2 separate regions of the Macaca mulatta genome follow, and region 1 is linked to region 2. The links are chromatin contacts, called in public Hi-C maps. All regions are on one chromosome and are shown on one strand. The core of a region is the stretch at or near the end of the contact, and the rest is flanking DNA. Distances in the headings are between cores, read along the strand shown. Region 1 holds the start of ABI2 (abl interactor 2). Region 2 holds the start of CYP20A1 (cytochrome P450 family 20 subfamily A member 1).

Evidence for each region. Hi-C and Micro-C count contacts between places; a contact is called where the count stands out from the background.
Region 1: a contact with region 2 is called in a Hi-C map of fetal cortex germinal zone, with 1.9 times the contacts expected there. The contact joins the promoter of ABI2 here to the promoter of CYP20A1 in region 2. A contact is called at or near these places in 2 of 14 Hi-C or Micro-C datasets (fetal cortex germinal zone and fetal cortical plate).

The regions. Positions count from the first base shown.
Region 1 is chr12:108,551,919-108,559,229 of T2T-MMU8v2.0, forward strand. It overlaps ABI2 (abl interactor 2), which reads left to right and starts at 4,048. Exons shown (of 10, transcript XM_077957412.1): 1 at 4,048-4,378. The coding sequence starts at 4,262.
Region 2 is chr12:108,461,167-108,468,806 of T2T-MMU8v2.0, forward strand. It overlaps CYP20A1 (cytochrome P450 family 20 subfamily A member 1), which reads left to right and starts at 3,218. Exons shown (of 13, transcript XR_013402124.1): 1 at 3,218-3,334; 2 at 5,943-6,140.

The sequences.
Region 1 (7,311 bases), core at 2,798-5,297, 92 kb after region 2:
CCAAGCCAGCAATCTTACCACCAACATTGACTCCTCTCTTTCATTAACTTCTATATTCAATCATTCACCAACCCCTATTGATTTTACCTACTAAATATTTATTACTCCATCCATTTCTTTGCATCTCCTCTCCCTGGAGATCACCATCATTTCTTAGCTGGATTGATTTAATAATCCTCAAACTAGTGTCTGCCTTTAGTATTGTTTCCCTGGTCTTTTCTCCATAGTGCATCCATCCTGAATTTATCTGATGAATACGTGAATATTTTGAATTTTCCAAGATATGAGGGAGGTCAGTCAGTATATAACGATTATATATTGTAATTTGATTTTTGTTTGACCCATTTTTAGACTGAAATGAGCAGCCGAATGTGGTGGCTCATACCTGTAATCTCAGCACTTTGGGAGGCCGAGGTGGGTGGATCACATTAGGTCAGGAGTTCAAGATCAGCCTGGTCAACATGGTGGAATCCTATCTCTACTAAAAATACAAAAATTAGCCTGGCCTGGTGGCAGGTGCCTGTAGTCCTAGTTACTAGGGAGGCTGAGGCAAGAGAATTGCTTGAACCTGGGAGGCAGAGATTACAGTGAGCCAAGATTGCACCACTGCACTCCAGCCTTGGCGACAGAGTGAGACGTTCATCTCAACAACAACAACAAAAGAGATGGCTATTAAATCATATACAAAAGTAATTGTTTTTATTCATTAAATTTTTTTTTTTTTTCCAGAGACAAAGGTCTATGTTGCCCCAGTCTGGTCTCAAACTCCAGGGCTGAAGTGATCCTCCTGAGTCTCCTGAGTAGGTAGGACTCTAGGCATGAGCCACCCTATCCTGCTAGAAGTTATGGTTTTTAAAGGTAAGATGTGCTTATATTACATGGGACTTAGAAGGGGCTAATAATTTTTAAAACACTGGAATAAATTTAAGAAAGATTGTTTTAAGATGGGTTATAACTTCACAACCTCATACATGGGTATATTAGATTTGTATAATTTTGAAAATCTTGTACTAAAGCTCTTAAATATGGCTCCTTAGAGCAACGAGTTTGCTTATTTATGTTTATAAGAAGTTCATGTGAAGTGTGTACTATTATTATAATTGTAACTCTCTAAGGGCTTGAAAATGCACTTTTATCATACCAGTTCATCTGAAAAATTGTAAAAATGAACAGATTTCAATTACCTTCATCAGCTTAAACAATTATGGAGAAGTAGTGGAAGATTTTCATGAGGTACACAATCTCATCCTTAAACCTAGTAACTATATACTCTTTTACAGATTTTGTAGTTACCCTTTCGTGCTTAATCAATCTTGGTGGCAGCAAAGTGTTTATGTCCTTGCATCTTAGATTCTGCTGTGTACAAAGTGTCTCTCTAGATGGAGTTTCCCAGCTGCCAGAAATTGTAATCATAGACTTTTTGAGCCAGAAGGGCCGTTTCATAGGCATCACCTGGGAACTTGTTAAACATACATTAATTGGGCCGGACCAACTGAATAAAGAACTCTGGAGGTGGGGTCCAGCAAACTAGTTTAGTAAGCCCTCCAGGTGATTCCAATCCACATTCAAGTTTCAGAATTCCTGACCTGAGTTTCACCCTTTGATTTCTCTTCTTTCTTTTTCCAGACAGAGTCTCCCTCTGTCGCCCAGGTTGGAGTGCAGTGGCGCAATCTTGGCTCACTGCAACCTATGCCACCCTGGTTCAAGTGATTCTTCAGTCTCAGCCTTCTGAGTAGCTGGGATTATAGGCAACCGCTGTCACACCCAGCTAATTTTTATATTTTTAGTAGAGATGGGGTTTCACCATGTTGTCTAGGCTCATCTCGAACTCCTGACCTCAACTGATCCACCTGCGTTGGCCTCCCAACGTGCTGGGATTACAGGTGAGAGCCATCATGCCTGGCCTCGCCCTTTGATTTCTTCATAAGGAAACTAGGTCCAAAGAGATTGTCACTAATTAGAAAAAATACTAGAATATTTTCTAGGTAATTTCTAGAATGATGAAACATCCCAGAGGAAAATTTGTTTTTTGGGCTAATTGCTAAGTAGTAGTTGAAAAAATGCTAGGTGGGAATAAGTAATGATGGGGGAAGTCTGTCTACCATTTCACTCACTTGATGGGCTTCTTCAAGTTCAACATTATTTTTTGATCTATTTAAGTTTAGTCTGAAAGAAAAGTTTGTTTCATCTAACATTTGTTTTATTCACTTGGTTATTCATATGTCTTATTCCTTGAAGCAAGCTGGTGTGTCATTTAAGTAACTACTCCTTTCAGTCACTCATGCTCTCAAACTAATGAATCTTAGTGTGTGTGACCCTGCAGCTTTTTTAAAACAAGTTCCTCACACTGAAGTTTGAGAACCACTACTACAGAAGATGGTTAAAGTGCCTAAGAATAAAACTAGTTGGACTAGACCAACATTTTCAACATCCTTTAATTTAGGTTCCACAGTGAAAACTCATACATTCTGCTAATGTATACATCATGAAGCCAATATAACATTAGAGTTTGCTCCAGAAATTTGTAAAGATATGGTATTAAAGTGATTTTTTTTTTTTTGAGACGGAGTCTTGCTCTGTCACCCAGGCTGGAGTGCAGTGGAGGATCTCGGCTCACTGCAAGCTCCGCCTCCCAGGTTCACGCCATTCTTCTGCCTCAGCCTCCCAAGTAGCTGGGACTACAGGCGCCCGCCACCAGGCCCGGCTAATTTTTTCTTTTTGTATTTTTAGTAGAGACGGGGTTTCACCGTGTTAGCCAGGATGGTCTTGATCTCCTGACCTCATGATCCGCCCGCCTCGACCTCCCAAAGTGCTGGGATTACAGGCGTGAGCCACCGCGCCCGGGCTAAAGTGACTTTTTTTGGAAAGTATGTTTCCTCATCATCTGAGTGAAAAAAAATTCACTGTAGGAGGGCCAAGAGATCACCAGATTAAGAACAGTGTTGAAACAATGGATCTTGTTCTAACTACACAAGTCTAAGATGGTACAGACTGGAGTCAACTTTGATTTTCCACAGCACAAATAAAGGTCATGGCTTCATATCTCAGCAATTGTCCGGAGTTTTAGTTTTTCCAGATTACACTGTGTGGGGTAGTCGGATTTAGGAAAACAAGACACAGTATCTGGAGAATAAAAACAATTATAACTCTGCAAGAACAAAATTCAAGAATCTGCCTTGAATTTTTGTAGCACTTGATGTTTCTTCAAGGTGTTTTCACGTAAACGTTGATTTTATCTATGTAACAGCCCTGTGAAGAAGGCAATTACTACTAGCAAAATCGTTTTCAAAATTTTAAATACCGAATCCATGAATAGGAAAAAGGACAGCGAAGTTGATAGCATTAGAGAAATGACAGAAAAGATCGTGAGGAAGCGATTCATAGAAATGGCAAACATAAAAAGCTGAGGCCCAGGGGTCCGCAAACCACAAGAGAAAGGGGCTAACCTGGCAGGGGAGAACGGCGTTAGTGGGGGAAGTGCAAAGAGGCAGGAGCGCAGGAAAGCTGGGGTTAGGAAACTGCAATTCACTGCAATAAAGAGGATGAGGTCAAATTTAAGAAAAATGAAGTCAGGTGGCATTGAAAACTGCGTGGAAGTTTGTGAGTTTTATTCCTGCCCTGATGAAGTGTGATCTTTCACAGAGGAGGATCCCAAGAGTGGAGGCTGTGCCCTCCTTCGGCCTCCCGTCAGCGGCAGAGGCAGAAAAGACTCGAGAAGTTCCCCAGGCCGATAACCTCCATGGGGACAGAGCCGAGATGAGTCCCGGAGGAAGCCAGCGGGAAGCCAGCAGAGCAGGGTGGTGCGTTCCCGCCGGACTAACAAAGGACGCCGGGAGGTGGGGGCTTCTCGAGTTGCTCCAGCGGTGGGCGGGCGGCGGAAGGGTTAACAGCACCACCACCTCCCGTGCGCATCCCGCTCCTACCCCCGCCGTCGCTAGGAGACGCCGGAAGTGGGGGAGGGGCCGGCGGCGCGGGCGAGGGTGGGAATCTTTTTCGGGCTCCCGGGGGCGGAGGGAGGGGAGCGCGCGTGCGCGCGCCCGGCCGGCCGTCGCCGCGGTGACCGTCCTCGCAGTCCGTCGGCTCGCGCCCCGCCCCCGTCGCCCCCTCCCCTGTCGCGCGCTGGGGCTGTTTCTCGCTCCTCCCGAGTTACCGCCGCCGTCGCCACCGCTCCTCCTCTCCCGGTCCTGGGTTTCTCTGGCGCTGCGGCCGCCGTTCCCTCTGCGAGCTGTGTGAGGAGGAGGAGGAGGAGGAGGATGTGAAGATGGCGGAGTTGCAGATGCTGCTGGAAGAGGAAATCCCGGGGGGCCGCCGGGCCCTCTTCGACAGCTACACGAATCTGGAACGGGTGGCCGATTACTGCGAGAACAACTACATCCAGGTGCGAGAGCATCCCCCGCTGGGGCGCGTCGGGCCTCAGGGGGCGGTGAGGAACGCGTAGGGGACCCCCCCATGGGGGGCCGCGCGCCTCGGGGTGTGGGGCCGAGGCCGCCGCGGGGACACGGCCCGGCGGAGTCCCCGATGGGGGTGGGGAGCTGGGTGAGGGCTGGGGCTGGTGAATGGGTGGGAATCCTCCGGCTGGAGAAACTGCATTTTTAAAACCTTTTTAAAAGCCGTGAAGCAGTCCTCGGCGCGGTGCGTGTGTCGCGTCCCGCCTCCTCGCCGCTGCTGCCCTCGGCCGCCCCCGCACTCCGCGCCGGTCAGCGTTCCGGATGGCAGAGGGGGCGGAGAGTGGCATTTTCTGTTTGACGGAATCCTGCTCCCTCTTAGGGTAGGGGTGTCGCTTGTATTGACGGGTTACTTCCATCCCCCACATTCTGGACGATTTTTAAGGGGCTATCTTGCTGCAGAGTGAAGTGCTTCAGGCTTCAGTTTTCTGTTCCTGTGAATGCTTCAGAAACCCTTTCTTAATATTTTATGTTCTAAAGGGGATACGGTAGAAGAGCAGCAGTCTCTTGTTGGAAGTTAATGCCATTTTTCTCCCTGTGGAGAAGGATGGTGAGCTGACTCCCCCCTCCCTCCTAGTCCCGTTAGAATAGGCAATTTTCCTGGGGGTGGGAAGAGGACGGACTATGACTGTTTCTTAGAATCGGGAAGATGAACCTCCTGTTTTTAAAATTTTTTTTTAATTATTATTTTTTACCGTGATGGATCGTTTGGCACAGGGGCTTATAGTGGTAGCGGCGTGTGTGTGGAGGCGGGGGATACTGGATGATACGAGATCCAGCTGCTCCTGGATGAAGCAAAATATTCTGTGGATTAAAGAAAAATCCTTCTTTAAACATTACTTGAAAGGATAGCAGGTTAAAATGCAGTTTGCAAAATCCAGCATCTTTTGCTTTTTTGTTAACGGTTATTTTGAATTATGGATTCTGCCTCCATTTTTTTTTCTTTCCTATTTAAATTCTCTTGGGATAAAGGTGGAAATGGAAGCAGTATGTTGAACTGTTTCTTCACAGTCCTTTTTTTTCCCCCCCCCCTGCTCCCACCTCCATCTCTCCAGGGATCTTTCTTTTTTCTTTTATTTTTGAGACACAATCTCGATCTGTAGCTCAGGTTGGAGTGCGGTGGCCCAATCTCGACTCACTGAAACCTCGGCCTCCTAGGTTTGCGCAAATTCTCGTGCTTCAGCTTCCCGAGTAGCTGGGACTACAGACGCCCGCCACCAGAGCCGGCTAATTTTTGTATTTTTAGTAAAGATGGGGTTTCACCATGTTGGCCAGACTGGTCTCGAACTCCTGACCTCAAGTGATCCACCCACCTCGGCCTTCCAAAGTGCTGGGATTATAGGCGTGAGGCACCTTTCTTAACGTTAGCTGTATAGGAAAGCATTTTCATGTTTTAGTGTAAATTTTAAGAAACTGGTGTTACAATTTTATAGGTTCATAAGTTTTGTAATGGCCACATTGTTGATCACGGAAGTGAGATTTTGTTTGATTAGACATACTATTATCTTGTAGACAACATTTGTATTTGAAAATGAACCACAGTATAAACCTGTTCCCTCAAGAGGCAGTTGAGTATGGCTACTAGGAAAGGAATGTAGGCAAGGTTAATACAAAAACATACAAATGTCCACTTGTAAGGTACTTTGCTGATATGAGTGGGGTAGAAAAGATTCAGAGGTTCAGGCCTGGGCGACAAGAGTAAAACTACATCTCAAAAAAAAAAAAAAAAAAAAAAGGTTCGGTTGCTCAATGTTTCTCTAAAATTGAAAGTCTTTTATGGCCTAGAACTGTGTGAGGGGTGGATGGTACATACCTAGTGTCTACAGAGTTTGATAGTCTAGTTAGTAGGAGAGGCTGATCTTGGAGGAAATTAATACCATGTAGTTAATTTACGCTCTGTAGTGCACTGCTGGTGCCAAGGAGGACTGGAGGAAGCAATGCTGTTCTGAGGGAATTCACAAACTCTAGTAGAGGCAAAACCTAAAGGACTGAAGTGGTAATTCCATTGCCTTGTGCAGCATATTATGGGGAAAGAGTTGCAGGTCAGAAGAGAAATTGAGGGTGGAAAAGTGGATTGCAATTATTACCAGTAAGAAATAAAAAATAAGCAGATTTCTCTCTCTTTTGCAAGATGGTTTTTTGTTGTAATTTGAAGGGACAAGTTCGTCTTAAGTTATAATTGCTATATAAAGGTAAAAGGATAAGGATTATTAAAGCTGAAAGGTTAAAGGGAGCAGCAGTTGTCTTTTTAAATATTATATACATTTCCTGCAGTTGAAAAGAGAAAAATGTCACTACTCTCAGTATCTGTTTTAGCAATGGGACTCAAAATTTAGTGTGGTGACATTTTATAATTTAAAACATAAATATTAATATTAATTTAATAGAAATGAACTTAGATTTTAAAATAGTTTATTTTTTCAATTTAGCATCTGAAGTAGATTTTACACTTTTTCTTTTTAGATTATCGTTTATTTTAAGGATGCCTTGGGTATATAATTGGTACACTCTGTCAGGATAATAGCTCTTAGATGATTTGTTGGGAAAGTTGATAAATAGAACGTGGTGATAGTGGATTTGTGCTGATCCAGCTGTACATTTGGCTGACGCGCCTTGTGACTAAAGAACTGACTAGCAGGGGTTTTGATGCTGCCTGTGACCCTGCAATAGATGAAAGTTAATTCACAGGATCAGTGATCAAATGGTCAATTTAGCCTCTTTTTTTTTTTTTTTGAGACAGAGTCTCGCTCTGTCACCCAGGCTGTAGTGTAGTGGTGTGATCTCGATGTCAGCTCACTGCAACCTCCGCCTCCTGGGTTCAAGCGATTCTTCTGCCTCAGCTTCCCGAGTAGCTGGAGCTACAGGC
Region 2 (7,640 bases), core at 1,968-4,467:
CACTGCAAGCTCCGTCTCCCGGGTTCACATCATTCTCCGGCCTCAGCCTCCTGAGTAGATGGGACTACAGGCACCCGCCACCACGCCCGGCTAATTTTTTTTTTTTTGTAATTTTAGTAGAGACAGGCTTCCACCTCGTTAGCCAGGATGGTCTCAATCTCCTGACCTCGTGATCTGCCAATCTCGGCCTCCCAAAGTGCTGGGATGACAGGCGTGAGCCACTGCGCCCAGCCCCAAAAGTTATTTTTTAATTCAACATGAGTACATGTTGAAGAGAAGTATGACAGGTGATGAAGAAAATTACTTTCAAGGATAAAAATACTTTCATTAGAATAAAATTCTATTGGATAAGTGCAATAAAAATAAGTTCAGAAAAAAGAACCATGGAAAATTTCCAGTTGTTCACGAAAAGTGTACGGGTTTTTTGTTTTGTTTTGTTTTTGTCCAGGCTGGAATGCGGTGGCACCATCTTGCCTCACTGCAACTTCTGCCTCCTGGGTTCAACTGATTCTCCTGCCTCAGCCTCCTGAGAAGCTGGGATTACAGGCGCGTGCCACCACACCTGGCTAATTTTTGTATTTTAAGTAGAGGCGGGGTTTCACCATGTTGGTCAGGCTGATCTTGAAGTTCTGACCTCAAGTGATCCGCCCGCCTCAGCCTCCGAAAGTGCTGGGATTACAGGTGGAGCCACGGCACCCAGCCAAGTTTGTGTGTTTTTAAAAAAAGTCTGAGAGTTATCACATCACTATTATATTTCCATTCCTTTTCATACAATTAAAAGAGAGCTGCAACAATTTCAAAACGAGAATATTTATATCAGAAATTTAATCCTTTAAAGTCAAGATAAAAATTTTAGATGTCAACACAAAAAATGTATGAACGGATATAAATGTGTGTGTATATACATATTATATATATATATTTTGCATATATATAATGCTTTTAGGGAGTACCTAGGCAAAACATTTTTAGGAACACAGGAAGAGGAGGTAGATGTCTAGTTTTAGAGACTCACTATAAAATATGGTGCCCTGCCCAATTTCTGGAATTTTTGTCTCTTTTTTACAGCCCTCAAAGTTCAGAGAGTCTCAGGCTGTAGGTCAATTTAGGGCTAAAAGAGAATTCTAGATATCCGGAAGGATTGGTACCTAAGATTATGGTTATATGGCTACTTTATGCACTTAAAACTCTTACGTTTGGCCGGGCGCGCTGGCTCACGCCTGTAATCCCAGCATTTTCAGAGGCCGAGGCGGGCAGATCACGATGTCAGGAGTTAAAGACCAGCCTGGTCAACATGGTGAAACCTGTCTCTACTAAAAATACAAAAATTAGCTGGACATGGTGGCGCGTGCCTGTAATACCAGCTACTCCGGAGGCTGAGGCAGGAGAATTGCTTGAACCTGGGAGGCAGAGGTTGCAGTGAGCCGAGATTGCGCCATTGCACTCCAGCCTGGGCTACAGAGGGAGACTCCGTCTCAAAAACAAACAAACAAAACAAAACAAACAAACAAAAAAACTCTTACATTTACTGTTTTGAAAACCTATTGGGAACATCAGTTTGACAAGAAATATCTTTAAAATTCTAACAAGAGACTTAAAAAAGAACTTTGAACATACGACAGTTTAAAGCACATTTATATGCAGAGAAAGACTTAAAAATACAATTTTTGCCAAGTGAAATATTAAACAGCATGTTTCATTATATTTGCTATAGATGCCAATAGAGTTGGCATTTTCAATGAGGTATGTTTCCTGCTTATGTAATAGTCGCTTATCATAGAAGCTGTAAAATCAATCTGGAATTTCTCTTGCCAAATTGCTGCCTGTTCTTGACATTTTATATTATTAAATATATAAAATCTATAAATACTTTTAGCACACTTTCACTAAAAGGAGCACTAGTAAGTAGCAGGCCTTGCCTTGTATTTCATTAGCCAAGTCAAAACTTCTGAGCCATGCGAAATAGAAAGAGGGGTCCTAGGGTATTTTATGCCCAGGGCAACGAATGCCAAAATCAGTTTTGCTAGGAGCTGTGCTAAGTGCTTTTCATAAAATATGTAAATTAACCTACAGCCAACTCCATGTGGTATTATTTTCACTATTTTACCTAGAAGGAAATGGAAGCTTAGAAAACTCAAGCAATTTACCGAAAGTCAGAGTTAACAGAGCAAGGAAACCTGAACAGAGTGCAGCCTCCGCTCACCAGAAACTGTCAAAGAACCACATTTACTAGTACTTCAGACACAAATTCTGCGAAACAAGGCGTATCTACTCTTGTTTTACTCCCAGACACTTCCCTGTCCCGGTTAGATCAGTGGTGGTTTTCATTCAAATTTAAGTGTGTAACAGTGTCCCCGGGAGGGCTTTGTTAAAACAGATTGTTGTACGCGCCCCCTCCCCCCGCCCGCCCCGAGTGTTTGATTCAGTAGGTGTAGTTTGGGATCCAGAATCTTTCTATTTTCTTTTCCTTCTGTTTTGTTTTGTTTTTGAGACAGGGTCTCGCCCTGTCGCCCAGGCTGGAGTGCAATCGTGCGATCTCGGCTCACTGTAGCCTCCAACTCCCCAGCTCAAGCGATCCTCCAGCCTCAGCCTCCGGAGTAGCTGGGGCCACGGGCGCGCGCCACCACGGCCGATTTTTTTTTTTTTTGGTAGAGACGGGGGTCTCACTATGTTGCCCACGCTGGTCTCAAACTCCTGGGCTCAAGCGATCCTCCCGCTTCAGCCTCCCAAGGTGCTGGGATTACAGATGGAGCCACCGCGCCGGGCATCGATAATCTGCATCTTCAACCAGCTCCCGGGAGACGTTGATGCAGCTGGTCCGGGGACCACTCTTCGAAAATCATTGGTTTAGAGGTTTTAATCCTGAATGCACTGGGAAAAGTGTTGGGCGGACAGAGCACTGCTAACTCCTAACTTTTCTCAGAAACCTGGGCTCTGCATTCGCCAACAACTCGGTCCCAAGTCGCGGGCATATTCTGTCTGAAATCGTGTGCACCGCAATCGCCGCCTTGGGGTGGAGGATGGCGCTAGGCGGCCTCAGCCTCCGCCTGCTGCTCGCAGGAACCCGCGCCCCGGCTCCTCGGCGATCCATTGCTCTCTCCGCTGACGCCGGCCGCAGGTCTCGGTCACGCCCCCGGCGGCCCGTTGGTTCGCGGGTCCCGCGGGGTGCCCCCGCCCACACGCTATGCCTTAAGTTGGGCCAGGCTGAGGCGTTGCTGCTCGAGCGGCCGATCCGAGACGTGGCTCCCTGGGCGGAAGAACCATGTTGGACTTCGCGATCTTCGCCGTTACCTTCTTGCTGGCATTGGTGGGAGCGGTGCTCTACCTCTACCCGGTGAGCGTCGTCTTGGCTTTCTGGGGCCCTGGGCGCCGCCCCAGCCTCTCTGTCGCCCGCATCCAGGCCGACCTGCCCGCTGCGGGCCGCAGGGGGCGGGCCTGAGGGGAGGGCTCGGGATCCCTCCCGGGCTTCGGCTCGGGGACCGCACCCGGAGTCACGTGACGCCCCACCGGGCAAGCGCTGAGAGCTACGTGGGCTGCGCCGCTACGCCTCAGGCGCCTGGCCAGGCTGGCTGTAGCTGCTGAGGAAAAACCCGCGCCTCCGCGGGCCGACCTCACCTTGACAGGCACCCCGCGCCACTCTCCAAGGCGGCTCTCAAGTACTTTGGGCGGCTTTTTGGCAATAACTCCGCTAAACCCAAATTTCATTTCCCGGTGTGTCGGAGGAGACTCCTGGGCGCGCCACTCCTTTCTCCTTTCTTGAGGATTCTGCCAGCACTTGTGTCTTCCTCCTTTCCTTCTGTCCATCGATCTATCCTGACTGGAATCCAAAGTGCTTGAGGTCCAGGTCTTGCTCCTCTGAGGGACTCCAGGGCAAATGCTTCTCTCGGGGAGAGCGCCGCGCTGCCGGTTCGGGTGCGAGCTTGCCTCGGCCGCTGCCGTCTCTCCGAGCCTCCTGTCCTCCGCTCTCCACTAGCCTCCGTCCCCCAGAGAGGGAGGGTCTGAAAACAAAAGCGTTGATGGCTGAGGACCGTCTTTAAAACCTGTTCTACGCACTTTGGGAGGCTGAGGCGGGCGGATCACGAGGGCAGGATATGGAGACCATCCTGGCCAACATGGTTACACACCGTCTCTACTAAAAATACAAACATTAGCCGGGTGTGGTGGCGGGCGCCTGTAATCCCAGCTACTCAGGAGGCTGAGGCAGGAGAATCGCTTGAACCTGGGAGGCTGAGGTTGCAGTGAGCCAAGATTGCACCACTGTACTCCAGCCTGGTGACAGAGTGAGATTCCGTCTCAAAAGAAAAGAAAACAACAACACTTGTTCTACAAAGCAAGGTGGTGGTTTTACAGTGAAAGTTGAAAAGTAGCTGAACTGCTGGAATTGACCATACACTTTCTTAAATGTTCTTTTCCGAGCAGGTAAATGGATTAGGCTGGAATCTTGCAACTACACAATAAGGGATTTCCTGAAATCTTATTTTCTGAGAAACTAAACAATTTCAGTGGTTCTTGAATTTTTGGTGGTTTTAAAATGATACTCTTCTTTGATCAGCTCATAGAAGCACACTGTTTATTCTTGGCACTAGATATGTGCCAGATACGGTTCCATGTGCTGGGAATCCAGCCATGAACAAACCAGACAGAAAATTCCTGACTCTTGGAATTTACTTCCTAGAGAAGGGGAACAGACAGTAAAAACAAGTAATATAGGATTGTGCGTAGAAATAAAGTTGGGGATAGGTAGATTGTTATTTCAAAGTAGGATAGCCGGGAGCTAAGGAGACATTTCAGCAGAGACTGGAAGAAGGTGAAGGTGCAAGCCATTCAGGTATCTGAGAAAGAGCATTCCGGGTCGAGGGAGCAGCAAATACAAACCCTAAGAGGGAGACCCGCCTGGTGTGTTCCTGGAAAGCAAGGGGACCAGTGTGGTTAGAATGTAGTAAATGAGGAAGAGACCAGAGGAGAGAAAGTCAGAAGGATGGGGGTGAAGGACAAATTTTAAATGACTTGTAAGGCTAGGCTTTTTTTTAATGGACTTTTGCTGTGTGCCACTGGAGGATTTCAGCCATTTGAAATTGGATAGAATTAAAATTTAATATTATTAGATAAATTTTAAAAGAATCATTCTGGTTGCCAAGTCATGAATAGACTTGGGTCTCCAGGTAAGGATGGAAGCAAGCCGAGTAATTAGGAGGATATTATCATTTCAGTTTGGATCATGTTAGTAGTGGCAGAGATAATGAGAACTAGTCAGTTGTGAAGATAGTGCCAATGGGCTTTCCCAGTGGATTGGATGTGAAATGTGAAAGAGAGGCATCAAGGAAAACACCAGTTATTTTTAGCCTGGTATCTGGAAGGATGGATTAATTCCAGGGAAGATCAGCGGTTTTGTTGTTGTTGGTTGTTCTTTAGTTTTGTTTTGGTGGGAGGTAGTGAGGATTTATAGAGATTAGGAGTTGGTTTTGGGTAGGCTAGGTTTTTTTTTTTGAGACGGAGTCTCGCTCTGTCGCCCAGGCTGGAGTGCAGTGGCCGGATCTCCGCTCACTGCAAGCTCCGCCTCCCGGGTTTACGCCATTCTCCCGCCTCAGCCTCCCGAGTAGCTGGGACTACAGGCGCCCGCCACCTCGCCCGGCTAATTTTTTATACTTCTTTTTAGTAGAGACGGGGTTTCACCGTGTTAGCCAGGATGGTCTCGATCTCCTGACCTCGTGATCCGCCCGTCTCGGCCTCCCAAAGTGCTGGGATTACAGGCGTGAGCCACCGCGCCCGGCCTGGGTAGGCTAGGTTTGAGATGCCTGTTAGACATCCAAGTGGAGATGTTGATGAGTAACTGAATATATGTCTTCAGTTTATGGGAAAAGTCCAGGCTGAAGATACACATTTGGGAGCTATCAATGTATAGATGGTATTTAAAGCGAGGAGAACCGGTTGCTATCTCCCAGACAATTTAGATACCGGAGAGAAGAGGTCCCAGGGACCATACCCTGGATTCTCCAATGTTAATGGTTGAGGAGAGAAACAAGAGCCAGCAAAGGAGACTGAGAAGGAGCAGCCACATAAATAGAAGGAAGCCAGATGTTTTAAGCAGAAGAGAAGCAGAAGAGGATAATCAGCTAAGTCAAATGCTGCAGATATGTCAAGTAAGTTAAGGCCTAAGAATTTAGTAACATTGAATCGTTTTTTTGTTTCGTTTTGTTTTGTTTTGTTTCGTTTAAGAGACAGAGTCTCTCTCTTGCCCAGGCTGGAGTACAGTGGTACCATCATAGCTCATTGTAACCTCAAACTCCTGGCTCCAAGCGATCCTCCCACCTTAGCCTCTCAAGTTGCTGGGACTACATGCGCATGCCACCACACCTGGCTAATTTTTAAATTTTTAATTTTTTGATACAAAGTCTTGCTCTGTCGCCCAGGCTGGAGTGCAGTGGCATGATCTCTGCTTACTGCAGCCTCTGCCTCCCAGGTTCAAGCGATTCTCCTGCCTCAGCCTCCCAAGTAGCTGGGACTGAAGGCACACACCACCACGCCCAGCTAATTTTTTTATTTTTAGTAGAGACAAGATTTCACTATGTTGGCCAGGCTGGTCTCGAACTCCTGACCTCAAGTGATCTGCCCACCTTGGCCTCCCAAAGCACTGGGATTACAGGCATGAGCCACCGCACCCAATCTAATTTTTAAATTTTTTATAGAAATGAGGTCCCACTGTGTTGCCCAGGCTGGTCTTGAACTTCTGGGCTGAAGTGATCCTCCTGCCTTAGTCTTCCAAAGATTCAGGATTACAGGCATGAGCCACTGCAACATTTGTACTCTTAAGAAGAGTGGTTTCATGTAATTGGGGTGATAAACCTAAATGGGTGGATTCAGAGATATCAAGTATAGATAGCTTTTTAGAGTTTGGCGGTAAAGGGTGCTGGTAACTAGAGAGGGAAGTGAGGTGACGAAATTCTTAAGGTAGGAGAAATTACATTATGCTGATGAGGGCTGTCAAGTCATGAAGGAGAAGCTGATGATGTAAGAAGCTTATGGCCAGCACAGTGACTCAAGCCTATAATCCCAGCACTTCGGGAGGCTGAGGTGGGAGGATTGCTTGAACTCAGGAGTTTGAGACTAGACTGAGCATTATAGTAAGACCCTGTCTCTAAAAAAATAAATAAGTAAGTAAATAAATTAGGCATGGTGGTGAGTATCTGTGGTCCCTGGTCCCAGCTACTTGGGAGGCTGAAGCAGGAGGATCGCTTGAGCCTGGGAGATCGAGGCTGCAGTGAGCCAAGATGGCGCCATTGCACTCCAGACTGGGTGACAGAGTGAGACCATGTCTCAAAAAAAAAAAAAAAAGCTTAGGTTCCATGGTCTGTTACTATAATCACTCCTTTGCATATACCTTCAACTCCTTTGCCCTGTATCCTTTGTCATAATCATCTAGCAAACCCTAATTGTGATTAAATCCAATGCTCTGTCAATTCTGCCCCTGAACCCACACAGCTGGGAAAAAAAAAAAAAAGGCGGAAAAGAACACAGCCATACTGACTAGTCTCATTTTAAATTCATGTACCTTAAGTGGGGTATCTGGAAATCACCTGGTGTATCCAGTCTCCAAATCTTCCAGATAACTTTTCATTCCTTCCCTGTCTTCAAATCTTCTG